Linked DNA regions of Sus scrofa: regions 2 and 3 are each linked to region 1. A link is a contact called in public Hi-C data. All regions are on one chromosome and are shown on one strand. The core of a region is the stretch at or near the end of the contact, and the rest is flanking DNA. Distances in the headings are between cores, read along the strand shown. Region 1 holds the start of CLCF1 (cardiotrophin-like cytokine factor 1). Region 2 holds the start of GRK2 (G protein-coupled receptor kinase 2). Region 3 holds the start of TMEM134 (transmembrane protein 134).

Region 1 (4,635 bases), core at 1,290-3,789:
TGGGAGGGAAGGGGGAAGCCGGGACGAGGGGACCCCGGCGAGGCCCGGGGGGCTTGGGGTTGCGCTCGAGGGGCGAGGCCCGAGAACCCTGCTCGCTGGCCCTCCCCCTCGGCGGTGACCTCTCGCTCCGACCCCTCCCGCGGCGGCGGCGCCGGCGGCGCCTTCCCCCTGTGTGGCCCCGGCGCCCCCGGCCCCGCCCCCGGCCCGCTCCCGCCCGGTCGCTCCCTTCCCGGCGGCGGGGGCGGGGGCGGGGTCCGGGGCGCCGGGCTCCGGGCTCGGCCGGGCCGCTGCCCTTTCCCGCGCGTCAACTCCCTGCCCTGCCCGCCCTCCCGCGGGCCGCCGCCGCCGCGGCCGAGCGGCCGCTGGCCCGGCTCCCTGGCCGGTGACAGACTCTCCTGCCCCCCGCACTAATCACTCCCAGGCCGCGGCCGGCCGGCCCGGGGGGTTGGGGGGGCTCGCTGCCGCCGCCCGGCCCCTACCTGCCGCCGGCTCCCCGGCCGCGGGCAGCATGGTGGGCTCCGGCCGCGCGGCGCGCATCGAGGAAGCCGCGACTCCCGCGGCCCGAGCCGGCCCAGCCCGGCTCTGCCCTCCGCCCTTCTCTCTCCTCTCGCCCGCCCTCCTTCCCGCCCTCCCCTCCCGGCGGGCCGGGGAGGGAGAGCGGCGCGGCCCGAGGTGTCGGCCTCCGCGCGCCTCCCGCCGGCCCGGCCTGGGGCTCCCCGGTGCCTCCCCCCTTCCTCCCTCTTCCTCCCCGGCCCCCGCGGCCCCGCGCGCCGCGTCTCCCTCCCGCAGCCCCGCGCCCGCCTCGGACCCGATCTCCCCGACTTTGGCGCGGGGCTCCGTCCTCCGGGATCCCGGGACCCCGCCTCGCCGGGCTCCAGGTTGCCGCCTCCCAGGTCTGCGGGTCGCCCGGGCTCCCCGCCGCGCTCCCGGCCACCTCCCGGCCCCCGCCGAGCGGACTCCAGGAACGCCGCGTCCCCGCCCGGCCCCCTCTCGAGGGCGCCCAGCGGTGCCTCCCCCGGCCCGAGCCCCGCTGGCGGGGGCAGCGCCCGGCTCCCCGGCCCGGCCCCGGCTCGGGACTCCCCGGGGGAAGGACGGGAACCGGATCTCGCGGCTCCCGGGCGGGGGCGGGGGCCGGGGCCTCGGACGCCTGGCTCCTACCTGCTCGGAGGTCCATGGGGCTGGGGGCCGGGCGGGCCGGGCGCGGCTCCTCTCCCGGAGGCTGGCGGAGTGGGAGGGCGAGCCGCGGCTCCGGCGAAGCTTTAATAATCCCATCCGCCAGGCCCACTCGCAGGTTTTTTTCGTTCGGTTTCGGATTTTTTTTTTTTTTTTCGGTGTGGGACATTCTGCAAACTTTTTTTTTCTGACGTGTAAAGCTGTAACCACAAATTGTAGCGGCCCTCCCCGGGGTGGGGGGAGGAGGGGGGAGGAGGGAAGGGAGGGCTTCTGGGGCTCCTCTCCCTCCCACAACCCCGAGGGGGGGTGAGGTGAGGCGAGGCTGCGGCGGTACCACCCTGGGCCTCCTGGGGGAGGGGGCGGGAGGGCATCGGTCCGACTGCAAACTCCCAAGAGCCAGGGGAGTGGGCTGCCCGCTCCTTTTCTTCTCCCTCCGAGTCGGCCCCGGGGGCGCCAGCCCCCCGGCCCGGCGGGGTCCCAGCTCTCACTCTACCTCTGTCTCCACATCGCTAACCTTCCCTCCCCTCCCCCTCCCCCTGAGTAAATGCAATGACACATTCTCCCAAATGCCAGCGAGCTGGCCTCGAAGCAAGTGATGGTGTTTTTCCTGCTGCCCTTTGTCTGGGCTGACCGCCCCCCCCTGCCTATTGTCCCGCCGCCTGTCCCATTTCCAAAAGCCCAGGCTAAGCGAGGCGCTGGGGCTGGGGCAGGTGACTAACCGGCTCACAATGCCCCCTGGGGGGCAGGAAGAGGGCACCACAGGCCCACTGCCCTGGCCGGGAGGAGAGAAGAGGGCGCTTGGTTGAGGGTTTTCCCCTCAAGTTCACGGGGTCCTTCATTCTCCTCCCCGTGGCCAGGAGAGTGCTCATGGGTGGGGGATTTGTAACTCATTAATCAGCACGAGGCACCGGACCAGTTTCAACACCAGAGGCTTCGGGGGTGACTCAGCGAGACCTCTCAGATTCAAGGCAATGGACAGACCAAGCGGCCCCGCTTGGGAACCGCGTCCCCGTCAAGACAGTTGGCTTCCTCCGGCCTTTGGGGTCTGGCTTTGGGTGCTCCGGTGGCGGGCGCGCGTGGCTGGCTGTGCAGGGCTCTTCCTCCCTCCTTCCCTCAGGCCTGGGTTGAGACCTGCAGGCGGGATCCCCGGGGACCCGCAAGCCCCCACCCTCCCTGGAGGGTCTCCCTTTCTCCCTCCGCAGAGGGCGGCCAGGCAAGAAACAGCTCTCATCTGGGGGCGAGCGGATGTCCCCACTCCGTGACTTTGCTTGGGGGACAGTCATTCGGTCTCCAAGGCTTGGGTGTCTAGGACCAGACCACCAATTAAATCACTCGGTAATAAGTTGCCTTTGTTGTTGTTTACTTGCTGTTTCAAAGAGGGAGAGGCGGGCGTGGGCCAGACCTGGACGGTGCTTCCCCAGGGAGTAGCATCACCGCTCCTGCCCTGGTGCCCCCAGAGGAAGCAGGGTGCCCTGCCAGCCCTGCCCCAGCCCCTCCAGCCTGTGGGTCAGAGCAGGCAGCTTGGTCATGACCGGCCCTGGGCTCCCAGGGCAGCTCTTCCCTTTTCTGCACTTGGAGGACTGGGGTGGGGGGGTGGGGGGGTGGGGAAGAAGTTTGTTTTCAATTACCTCACTGGAGTGGGACAGACTTTGTTGTTGGGTTTTTTTCCCTCTTCTTTCTTTCTTTCTTTTTTTTTCCCCCCCCTAAAGGAGGAAAAAAAGAGCTGGGAAAGGGGAGCTGGCTTGGGATGGGGGGCAGGGAGTTTTCTGGGGCATCAGGAGCCACTGGAGGAAACCTGCCTGGAGGGGGGCCTCCCCTGCCCCTCCCCCAGCCAGAACCCTGGCGTTTCAATGACATTCTTGGCCGGTGAGCCCGAAGATCTTCGGATGCCCATGCCAAGGTCAGGGAGGCGGATGCCCAGTGGGTGACTGGCACTGAGGCTGGCCCAGGAGGTCCTCTAGCAGCCACTCTTTGGGAGGGAGGGAGCCCCAAGAGAAGGGGGGGGTGGGCAGCCCAAGTCCTTCTCCCCCGTCTGCAGCCGCTGCTGGTGGAGAGGACACAGACAATGTGGTTTGGATTTGGCTGAGCCCCTCAGCACCTTATAAAGCACCTTGCTGAGTCAGGGAGAAAGCGGCTGACACGGGAGGGGAGGAGGGGGCCAGGAGAGACAGGAGAGAGAGGGAGCGGGCGCTGGAGGAGGAGGTGGGTGGGAGCTGAGGGAAGAGGAGGGAGAAGACAAGGGCCGGGGCAGGAAAGAGGAGACACAAAGAGGCAAATAGATGGGTGGGAGTGGGAAGGAGGAAGGGAGCAGACTGCCCTGCCTGGAGAGGGGGGGACGCCGACCCCCCAGCAAATGGTCACCTCCGGAGCCTAAAAGCTTTGGTTTGCAGGAACCAAAGGCTGCAGCTCTGAAATGGGGACCGCGGGGCCAGGTGGGTGCAGGGACAACTGGCTTTCCACACAGCTCTTCCCCCCGCCCCCCCGCCGCCCCACTCCCCGCTCGATGCCGTGACCCCATACGCTGGGGAAGTCGTGTTCTCCCTCTGCCTCTTGCCTGGACTTGCATCCCTGCCCTCCCCCCTCGTGGAGTGGGCTGGGGGGAGCCTCTCCCCCTCCCCCTCCCCCCCACTGCCAAAGGGAAAATCAACTCCATCTCCAAGTTGCCAGTGCCCCTCTGCCATGTCTGGGCAAAGGCAGCAGGCTAGGAACTGCCAGTTGGGTTGGGGTGGGGGCCGGAATAAAGACTATGCCTTTATTCTGCCAAATCCCAGACGGGGGTGGGCTGTTGGAGTTGGTGGGAGAAGGAATAAGGCAGAGGCCGAGCAGGAGTGGCCCCTCCAGCGTTTCTGTGGGGCGGTGGGGCACAGGTGGCCGCCCTCTGGTTTCTAGCTGGGGACTTTGGGAAAGTTCCTGCTGCTGAGTGGCTCTGGGAAAGGGGCCCTCCCAGCTCACAGTCTGGGATTGCTGGTGGGGGCAGGGCAGAGGTTAGAGGAGACACCCGACCCCTGAGCTCCCCATCCATCTGTCCCACTGAGGGTTGTACAGGCATTTCCAGAGCCCCTGCTGGGTGCCAGAGCCTGTAAAGGACAGGGGGACAAGGAAAACCCACCCTGGCCTTTAAGAATTTCACAGTCTTGGAGTTCCCTTCATGGCGCAGCGGAAACGAGTCTGACTAGGAACCATGAGGTTGCGGGTTCGATCCCTGGCCTTGCTCAGTGGGTGAAGGATCCGGCGTTGCCATGAGCTATGGTGTAGGTCGCAGATGTGGCTCGAATCCCATGTTGCTGTGGCTCTGGTGTAGGCCGGCGGCTACAGCTCTGATTCGACCCCTAGCCTGGGAACCTCCATATGCTGCGGGAGTGGCCCTAAAAAGACAAAAGACAAAAAGGTAAAAGAAAAAAGAATTGTGACAAGGGACACTGTCTAAACTGAGATCAGAGGATGGTAAGGCAGGGGAGCTCT
Region 2 (4,435 bases), core at 675-3,174, 85 kb before region 1:
AGAGGGTCAAGGATGATGTCTGCAGTTCTAGCTTGGGCATCTGGGTGGATGGTGGTGCCCCCACTGAGAAGGGGACCTCGCCATCTTCAAGTGATCTTGCCATCTTCCAGGCTCTGCCAAGGCTGATTTCAGAAGGTAGGCTGAGAAGTGCACAGAGTCTCCTGCTTTGCAAAAGGGTACTGGTTGTTGGCCCACAAACTGGCGTGAAGCTTGGGCCCCAAGTACCTAGGACGGGGAGGGGATCTTGTCACCTTGGAAAGCAGAGAGAGGCTCTAGAGTGGCATGTTGTGATAGCGGGTGCTGCTTGGAGACACATGGGTTCCTGTCCCCATGGGCTCTCAGCAGAGTAAGTGCCCCTGGCCAGGCAGCACTGTGACCCCCCATGCCCTCCCAGGTCCTGGGGGTAGTGGGGCAAGGGGGGCGATGCAGGGTCCTTGGTCCTGAGTGGGAGTCCTGGGGCCAGGATTGGGTCTGGAGCAGGAGGAGTGAGGATTGGGACTCATGGAGGTCTGGAGTCTGACTGCATTTTTCAGCTCCCAGGTCCATGGCAACCTGTTCAATGTTCTAGGTCCAGTCTCAGTCCCAGTTGGATGTCCTGGTCCTGGGTCCATGTTCAGAGTTTTTTGGGGTTTTTTTGTCTTTTCGCCATTTCTTGGGCCGCTCCTGCAGCACATGGAGGTTCCCAGGCTAGGGGTCTAATCAGAGCCGTAGCCACCACCCTATGCCACAGCTCATGGCAACGCCGGATAATTAACCCACTGAGCAAGGCCAGGGACCGAACCCGAAACCTCATGGTTCCTAGTCGGATTCGTTAACCACTGCGCCACGACGGGAACTCACCATGTTCAGAGTTTTTGATGTTGGGTCTAGAACCCTGGTCTGCAGTGAATGGCCCACATCTGGGTCTGGGCCCTGCTCTCAAGTCCAGGGTTTAGGGTCATGATAGCGGTCTGAGTCTGAGGGTGGGATCAAGGTTGGGGTCAGCAACCAAGGTGGGATGGAGGTCGTGGTCCGTGGGTGGCATCAAGTGTTTGAGGTCATGGTCCACAATCTGGGTCTGGGGTCAGTGGTAGGGTCTGGATGTGAAGGGCGGGGGGGTGGGCTCAGAGTGTTGATCCCAGGCCATGGTCAGAGTCTGAGGTGGTGGTCCAAGGTCTAGGTCTGAGGTCCTGTTCGGAGTCTGGGGTCAGGAATGTTATCCGGGTCTGCGGTGCGATTTCCGACTGTGTCCAAGGTCAGGGGTCAGGGGTTACAGCCAGGCTCTGAGACCCAAGTCCCTGGGATTACGTTCTGAAACGCCAGTCTGCGGTCCCGGCCATGGCCTCTTGTGGAGTCTGGGATCCGAGCTGCGGTCCAGGTCTGGGTCTGGGGGCTTCTTCGGGCCAGGTCCCTGCCGTGTTCCACGTCCGGGGTCAGGGTCTCGGCTGAAGGTTGGGGTCCGAGATCCGAGGCCACGGGGCGGAGCTGAGACGGGGTCCGGGTGGCCCCGGGGGTCAGTCTCAGGCCACCCGCGCGGCCTCCAGGGGGCGCCGCCGCCCGGCCGCCCGGCCCCTCGCGGGCTCGCTGGCGCTGTGCGCGGCAGGCGGGGCCGGAGGCGGCGGCGGCTCCGGGGCGCGGGTGGCGGCGGCGGCGGCGGCGGCGGTGGCGGTGGCGGCGGCGGCGGCGGCGGCGGCCCGACTGCAGTCCCGGCGGGAGCGGAGCGAGCCGGGGCCGGGCCCGAGCCGGCGCCATGGGGCGGCGCCGCCTGTGAGCCGCGGCGAGCGGAGCCGCGGGCGCCCAGCGGGGCCAGGCGGGCGGCGGCGCCCGAGGCCGACGGAGCGGCCGGGCCGGGCCGAGCGCGCCGAGCGGAGCGGAGCGGAGCCGAGCGGCGGGAGAGGCCGCCGCCGCCGCCAAGATGGCGGACCTGGAGGCGGTGCTGGCCGACGTGAGCTACCTGATGGCCATGGAGAAGAGCAAGGCCACGCCGGCCGCGCGCGCCAGCAAGAAGATCCTGCTGCCCGAGCCCAGGTGAGGCGGGCGCCGGCCCCGCGCCCCGCGGCCCCAGACCCCCGGGCACTGGCCCCGGGACCCCTTCTGCCCCCGGCGCCCCGGGCCTGTGCACCTGAACCCGGCGCGCCCCAGCGCCGGGCTTGCCAGCTCCCCTGGCTCCCCGACCCGCCCGGTGCCCCCTGCCCCACTGTGCCTCCCTCTCCCGTCACACACTCTGCCTGGCCCCGGTCTCTGTCGGCCCCAGGGGCTCCCTGCTCCCCTTCATTCTCCTCGGGTAGCCCTGGGTCCCCTCCCCTGCCTGCCCCATCTGCCTGGCCGGACTCTTCCTCCCTTCGTTCCGCTGCCCCTGCTCCCAGCACCCGCCCCCCGGGTGCCACTGCCCCCACCCTGGCCCCCTCGGGTGGACACTTGCCTGAGGTTTGGGGGATACTGGGTCTTCCCCATTCTTCGGGTGGGTCGTTGGCTTGGGGTGGGGTTTGAATTCGGCTTTAGGGGCTGGGGCGGTGGTGGGGAGCAGGGTACGGTGTGCGCCCCATCCCATTAAGACACCATCTGTCCCTCTCCCCGCGAATTCGTCCTCCGGCAGGCCCTGCTTGCGGTGCCCTGTGGGTGCCATTTGCCAGGGGACGTCCCGGCACCCCTGCAGCAGCTGGACCACGGCTGCCACCTCTCTGTGAGACAACTGATGACATTGCACCTGATATCAAAGTTTAAACTGTTCAGGATTTAGGGACAGGAACAGACAGGATACAGGCAGTAGCTCAGGCTGTCCAGTGTTTTATGGCTTCTAGAGTATTTTCCCATTGTTTGAGCGTCAAGCAGCCCATGGGTGGGTAGAACCAGTGTGGAACAGGTGGGGAAGCCGAAGGCCCAGATGGGAGTAGCCTGCTCAGTGTCACAGGTAGTCCAGGGTGGTGCCTGGCTGCCAGATCAGGGCTTCCGGCTGCTGGTTCCACAATGTGGCCACCCTTCTGGCCTGAGCGGGGACCTGTTATTCTGCAACTGCAAGAGCCACGGGCCTACCACCAGTCCCAGCAACTCCTCTATCTCTGCCTGGGAGTTGCCATGCTGAGGCCCAGCCGGCCCAGCCGGCCCAGGAGCCTGGGCCCCTCTGAGCTGTCATGGTCTTATCATGTGACTTTGGGCAAGTCCCTTCCCATTTCAGGGCCTCAGTGTTCTCATCTGTGAAACGCGGTGGGTGCGAAATAAGGACTGTGACCGTGGCATCCTGAGTGTCTGAAGCAGGGCCCAAAGCTGCGGGGCCAGCATCTCCGGTCCCCTCCACTGGGCCCTGTTTGCTGGCTTTCGAATTGACTGAACACCAGGCCTGGGAGAGGAAAATCGGTCTGCATTTTGAAAAGGCCGTTAGGGCACCCCCCCCCTTTTTAAGACATTTGCAATCAGATTTCTCAAAACAGGAACCAGACTGACTGTCAGCTGGGGGCTGTCCAGGGAGCAGCGACAGTTAGAACAAAATGAGTTCAGAAATGACAAAGCCACGAGGGAGGAAATGGGGGCGTCAACCTCTGGGGTTCGCAGTGACTCTCCGTGGTGGCCGCGGGCCTCAAGACCCTCCTGTGGGTCGGACTTGTGTAAACTGTGAGGCGGGGCCTTTTCTAGAATTCTCTGCGTTTGGGTAATCTCGTCCCAGAATGCTTTGCTGCCGACGGGGCCCCGCCTTGGGTTGGCTCTGCAGGTGCTAGAACCCCGAGAACCAAGATGGTCCTTTCCCTGTCCCTTTACCCGCCATGATCGTGATGGCGGCGGTAGGCCTGATGGTGGAAATGAGAATAATTGACTTGTTTGGGACATGTGTCATCTCAGTCGAGCCAAAAACCAACCTGTGGGGTTGGCAAGGCCGTGCCTCGCGTGTAGTAGTTGCTCAAGAAATTTCAGGACTGTGTCGAGTCTGAAACCAGGTGGGCCGGGAGTTTTAGGGGAACAGCAAGAGCCGGAGAACCAGGTATTGTGAGTCCTCACGTAGGGTCACGATCTGGCGGCATGATGTTGGCTAGATGGCCCACGCCATGAGACGGACTAGTGGCCCCAGCAGTGGCCGTTCCTGCACCAAGGCCACGAGGGGCCTCCCGCCTCGGAGGAGACGCCGTCCTTTGCTTTGTGCTTTGCCCACAGGTCAGAGGCCTCCTGGGTCAGAGGCCTCCTGCCCTGGACATCATTAGGCTGTCGCGTACGTTTGCCTGGCACGTCCCAGTTTGCAGAGTGCCTTTTACTCCATTTTATCCTTTTCACAAAACTGTGGGAAGCAAGCATGGCAGGTGGTATTTTCTCATTTAATAGTTGAAGCAACTGAAGCTCAGAGACTTGGTCCCGGAGGCGAGGCAGAGATGGCACTTGGGGTCTCTGGACTCCCACGTGCTCTGCCCCTGCTGTGCCTCATTTCTTCCGCACGCCCGCTCCGTACCTCCGCCCTCACCCGGTCCTTGTT
Region 3 (4,282 bases), core at 974-3,473, 85 kb after region 1:
TTGGAGCACTGAAGCAGGTTCCATTTTCAATTATGTGTAATTTCCTGGCTGTGCGACCAGGGACTGACCTGCCCTGCCCAAGGCCTCAGCTTCCTCACCTGCAAAATGGGTGGGGTCACAGCAGCCAGCTGCCTCCTGAGGATTCTGGGAGGCTTGGTGTACCAGGGGGATGCAGAACCTGAACAAAAGCACCCTCATGGAGGGAGGCAGGGTACCCAGGGGGCCCTCGGGGCCACTTACCCAGCCCCAGCAGGAGGAGTAAGAAGGAGGCCAGCACTACCCGGCGGTTCTTCTGGATCAAAGGGTGTTGAGTCCAGCTGGATGGCAGCAGAGCAGGATGGGTGTGAAAGAGGTGACAGGAGCCCCTGCTCCCACCCCCCACTCCTGCCACCCTCCCCCGCCCGGCTGCTGTACCGGGCAGGGTCTCACCTGCAGCAGGCATTGTAGGAGCGCTGAGTGCTGCTGCTGATGGTGCTAAAAGACCACTGCGAGCTGCGGATGGATGTGCGGCCCGAATCTCTGCAGGACGAGTGGGCCCAGTGAGGGGGCAAGGGGACCCTTTGGGACATGGGCTGGGTGTTCCTGCAAGATTAGGGGACACTGATCCCCTAAGGGATCAGGGGTGAAGAGGAATTCAAGGGCTGGGGGTTTCTGCAGGACTGGGGGTGGAAGAAGGCTGGGGAATTTCAAGCTAGGGATTCCCGTGGGACACTTGACTAGCGGCCAGACCTGGCTGGGGGTTTCTGCAGGATAAAGAGCCTGGTTGGGGTGGGGTGAGGCTGGCATTAGGGTAGGGTGCAGGACAGGGCCCCCCTCTTGTAGGACAGGATATGAGAGCTGAGTAAGGTAAGGAAGAGGACTGAGCGGGGGCCAGGGGCCTGGGCTAGGAGTTCGGGGTGGGTCCCCACCTGGCCCTGACCTGGTGCTGACTCCCCCATCCGGCTCCGGAGAGGCTTGGGCTCCATCCTCATCGTTCTCCAGGTTCTATTTCAGAACACAGGGCCCAGTGGGGTTACGAGGTTCAGGCCTTTCCTCACACCCCTCTGGTGAAGAAGGAAGCCAGCCCACACAGCTGTTTGCCTGGCCGCTTGACAGCTACTCCCTCCGCCCTGCCCTCCCCAGAGAAGAACAACGGGTTTGATGATTCACAGAAACTGAAACCCTGGTAGCAGGTGGGTGCTGGGGGTTTGGCAGGGAGGAGCCCGCAGGGGCTGGTGGAGGGCTCCCAGCATGGGTCCCAGGGCCCAGTGATCTCCCAAGCTTGTGAGTCACGGTGGAGATGTCAGGATGGTATTTCAGGGGTGCAGTATGGCTGCTCTGGATGTGGGGTGCCAGGGCAGGACAAGCCAAAAGTTTCCAGATTTGTGGCACAGCAATCTGGTCCAGGTTTCCAAGAAAAGCATTCTAGAGCTGGTGGAGAGTCTCTGGGAAAACGGGCATTTCCAGTTTAGCGGGAGGCAAGGCATCCGCCAGGACTCATCATGTGAGTGGGGGCCTCGGCTCTGGAGGAGAGGAAGGCACGGGGACTTTCAGAACAGAAGAGGGGGTGCTGGCTCCCTAGATTATCTGGCCTGGGGCTCAGGGGACTGCTCCTGAGTATAGACAAGGTTTGGTTCTGGTACAGAAGAGCTTCCAGTCCTGTAGGGTAAGGGGAGGGAGCGTCAGTACCCAGGATCGGTGGGGCATCCAGGATGGGATCTCTAGCTCGGGGTGGGGTATCAGCTCCCGAATCTGAGTTCTGGGCTCTCCAGTGGTGGCCGGGCACTGAAATCATAGCTACGAAAGTTTGGGCAGGGATCTGGATCAGTGGCCACGTCCGGGAGGCGATCTCCCACTCCGGCTGAGGCCTCTAATCAGATCCTCCCGAGTTGGGATTCTCCGGGGGCCGGCCTGGGGTCCGCCCAGACCCAGGTGTGGGGTGAGGTGGGCCGGGCCCTTCACCTGGTAGCGCAGGCGGGACTGCTTGTCCTCCTCGGCCACCTCGAACCGGGCCCGGCGCTCGAAGTGCAGCGGCCCGAAGCGGGCGACTCCGCCGGACTCGGGGCCGGGGCCCGCGTCCTCCAGGGACAGTTCGAAGGCGTCATCGATGCAGAACTGGGGCCGGGCGGCGCTCATGGCCCCAGCCCGCTCAGGCGCCCAGCGCCGTCGCCATCTGCTCCCGCCGGCCCCGCGTCGCCCAGGCCCCGCCCCCGCGCGCAGACCCCGCCCCGTGCTGTCGTCTAGGTTGCCCGACGGTCCGGCGCCCTGGCCGAGGCCCCGCCCTTCCATAACGGCCCCGCCCTCGGCAGGCTAGAGCTGCCGAGCGCCGAGCTGACTAGTGCGCAGGGCTGCCTCTCGTCCGGACTGGACTCGAGCTGGACTCGCGGCGCCGCCCAGCGGCCGCCTAGGCGAGCGACCGAGGATACGGCTCGGACGCAATCCTGGGCCTGTACGCGGGGCTTGGATGGGCTGCTACGCTCCAGCCTTCCGCATCCCAGCTCGCTCCTCGAGTGCCAAGGCGACTCTTAGGAACGGTTCCCCCACACTTACTCACCATGGCCCTGCTCCGGGGATGATTCTCGCCGCCGTACAGATGTAGCTTGTACTCTCCTCCAATATAGTTTCCACGCAGCAGCAGCTAAAGTGCTCTTTTAGACATAATGGATCCTTAGTTAGTCTTAAATAAAACTTTTTTTTTTTATTTTTTAAAGCATGCTGCCAAGTCACTCCTCTGCATAAAACCATCCCTTGGTTTTTCACTGTGGTTAGAATAGTATCTGAACTCTTGGAGGTCCCATTGTGGCACAGAGGAAAGGAAGCCGACTAGGAACCATGAGGTTGAAGTTCGCTCCCTGGCATCGCTCAGTGGTTTAAGGATCCAGTGTTGCCGTGATCTGTGGTGTAGGTTGCAGACGCAGGTTGGATCTGGTGTGGCTGTGACTGTGGCATAGGCTAGCAGTTACAGCTCAGATTCGACCCCTAGCCTGGGAACCTCCATATACCCTGGGTGTGGCCCTAAAAAGCAAAAATAAAGTCAGTTTCACGGAGTTCCCTTTGTGGTTCAGCAGTTAAACGGACTAGTAGCCATGAGGACTCAGGTTCAATCCCTGGCCTCACTTAGTGGGTTAAGGACCTGGTGAGCTGTGGTGTAGCTCGCATATGTGACTGGGACTGGTGTGGCTGTGGCTGTGGCTGTGGCCGGCAGCTACAGCTCCAGTTTGACCCCTAGCTTGGGAACTTCCACATGCTGTGGGTACAACCCTAAAAAGACAAAAAAGTAAATAAAGTCAACTTCATATCACACAGCACTTACCAGAAATTTATTTTATTTTTGTTTTTAGGGCTGTACCTGTGGCATATGGAAGTTCCCAGGCTAGGAGTGGAATCAGAGCCGCAGCTGCCAGGCTATACCACGGCCACAGCAACGCTGAATCCAGCTGCATCTGTGACCTACACCATAGGTTGCAGCAATACTGGGTCCCTAACCCACTGAGGCAGGCCAGGGATATAACCCATATTCTCATGGATACTAGTCGGGTTCTTAACCTACTGAACCACAACGGGAACTCCAAAATTAGCTGATTTTACACTGTCTTATTACTGGATCTGCCACACTCAGAACAGTTATTTGGCACTAGTAGATCTTCAGTGGATATTTGCGGAAGACTGTGTGCTTTGCCCAACTCCCAAATGCATGCAAGTGGTAGAACTGGGATTTGAACCCAGGTCCACCAAGCTCTGGGGCACTCATCCTTCTCCACCCACCCACCCCACTTCATCTTATGGCCTCACGTACAGAGTTGGGTCAGTCCTGCCTCTCAGTTTGCGAACATCATCGCAAGATCCCTCGAGTTATGTCCATTCACTTTCCCTCCTCTCCTCCACTGCCCTCTCCCTGCTCCTTTCCATCGGACCCCAGATCTGTGTGCTCAGCCGGCTTCCTTGGAGGCTGCCTGGCCCTCTGTTCTGCATGGCGCTCACCAGCTCCCATGTGGATGTGCTTGCAGTTTACAAACATGGCACCGTGCATAAAACTCATTCTGTTTGCATTTCTACATTTTTACACTCAACACTAATATTTTCCACATGCATCTCATTTCTGCTTCTCCTAGCTGCACGTGGCATTCCGTGTTGAGCGTCTCACTTTTAGTGCCCGCCCCATGACGCACACTCAGCTCGGCCTCAGCACCCCCATTGCATTCGTCGCTGCCGCGAGCATCTTTACCGTCCCCTTAGGACTGTGGAAAAATCCCTCTGGAATTAGGACTTCCAGGCCCCTGACATCACAAGCTCCCATGAGTGG

The links. Hi-C and Micro-C count contacts between places; a contact is called where the count stands out from the background.
Region 2: a Hi-C map of alveolar macrophages shows a contact between it and region 1, with 2.0 times the contacts expected there. The contact joins the promoter of GRK2 here to the promoter of CLCF1 in region 1. A contact is called at or near these places in 1 of 5 promoter capture datasets (liver), 9 of 47 Hi-C or Micro-C datasets (alveolar macrophages, embryonic fibroblasts, liver and 5 more) and 2 of 2 datasets of contacts at active chromatin or transcription factors (alveolar macrophages and skeletal muscle).
Region 3: a contact with region 1 is called in a Hi-C map of epiblast stem cells, with 2.2 times the contacts expected there. The contact joins the promoter of TMEM134 here to the promoter of CLCF1 in region 1. A contact is called at or near these places in 1 of 5 promoter capture datasets (fetal skeletal muscle), 14 of 47 Hi-C or Micro-C datasets (blood, embryonic fibroblasts, epiblast stem cells and 8 more) and 2 of 2 datasets of contacts at active chromatin or transcription factors (alveolar macrophages and skeletal muscle).

Annotation. Positions count from the first base shown.
Region 1 is chr2:5,140,219-5,144,853 of Sscrofa11.1, reverse strand. CLCF1 (cardiotrophin-like cytokine factor 1) reads right to left here and starts at 2,539. Exons shown (of 3, transcript XM_021082764.1): 1 at 1,159-2,539. The coding sequence starts at 1,342.
Region 2 is chr2:5,224,904-5,229,338 of Sscrofa11.1, reverse strand. It overlaps GRK2 (G protein-coupled receptor kinase 2), which reads left to right and starts at 1,924. Exons shown (of 21, transcript NM_001244878.1): 1 at 1,924-2,007. The coding sequence starts at 1,937.
Region 3 is chr2:5,055,194-5,059,475 of Sscrofa11.1, reverse strand. It overlaps TMEM134 (transmembrane protein 134), which reads right to left and starts at 2,223. Exons shown (of 7, transcript XM_021082746.1): 1 at 1,942-2,223; 2 at 920-984; 3 at 430-582; 4 at 241-317. The coding sequence starts at 2,115.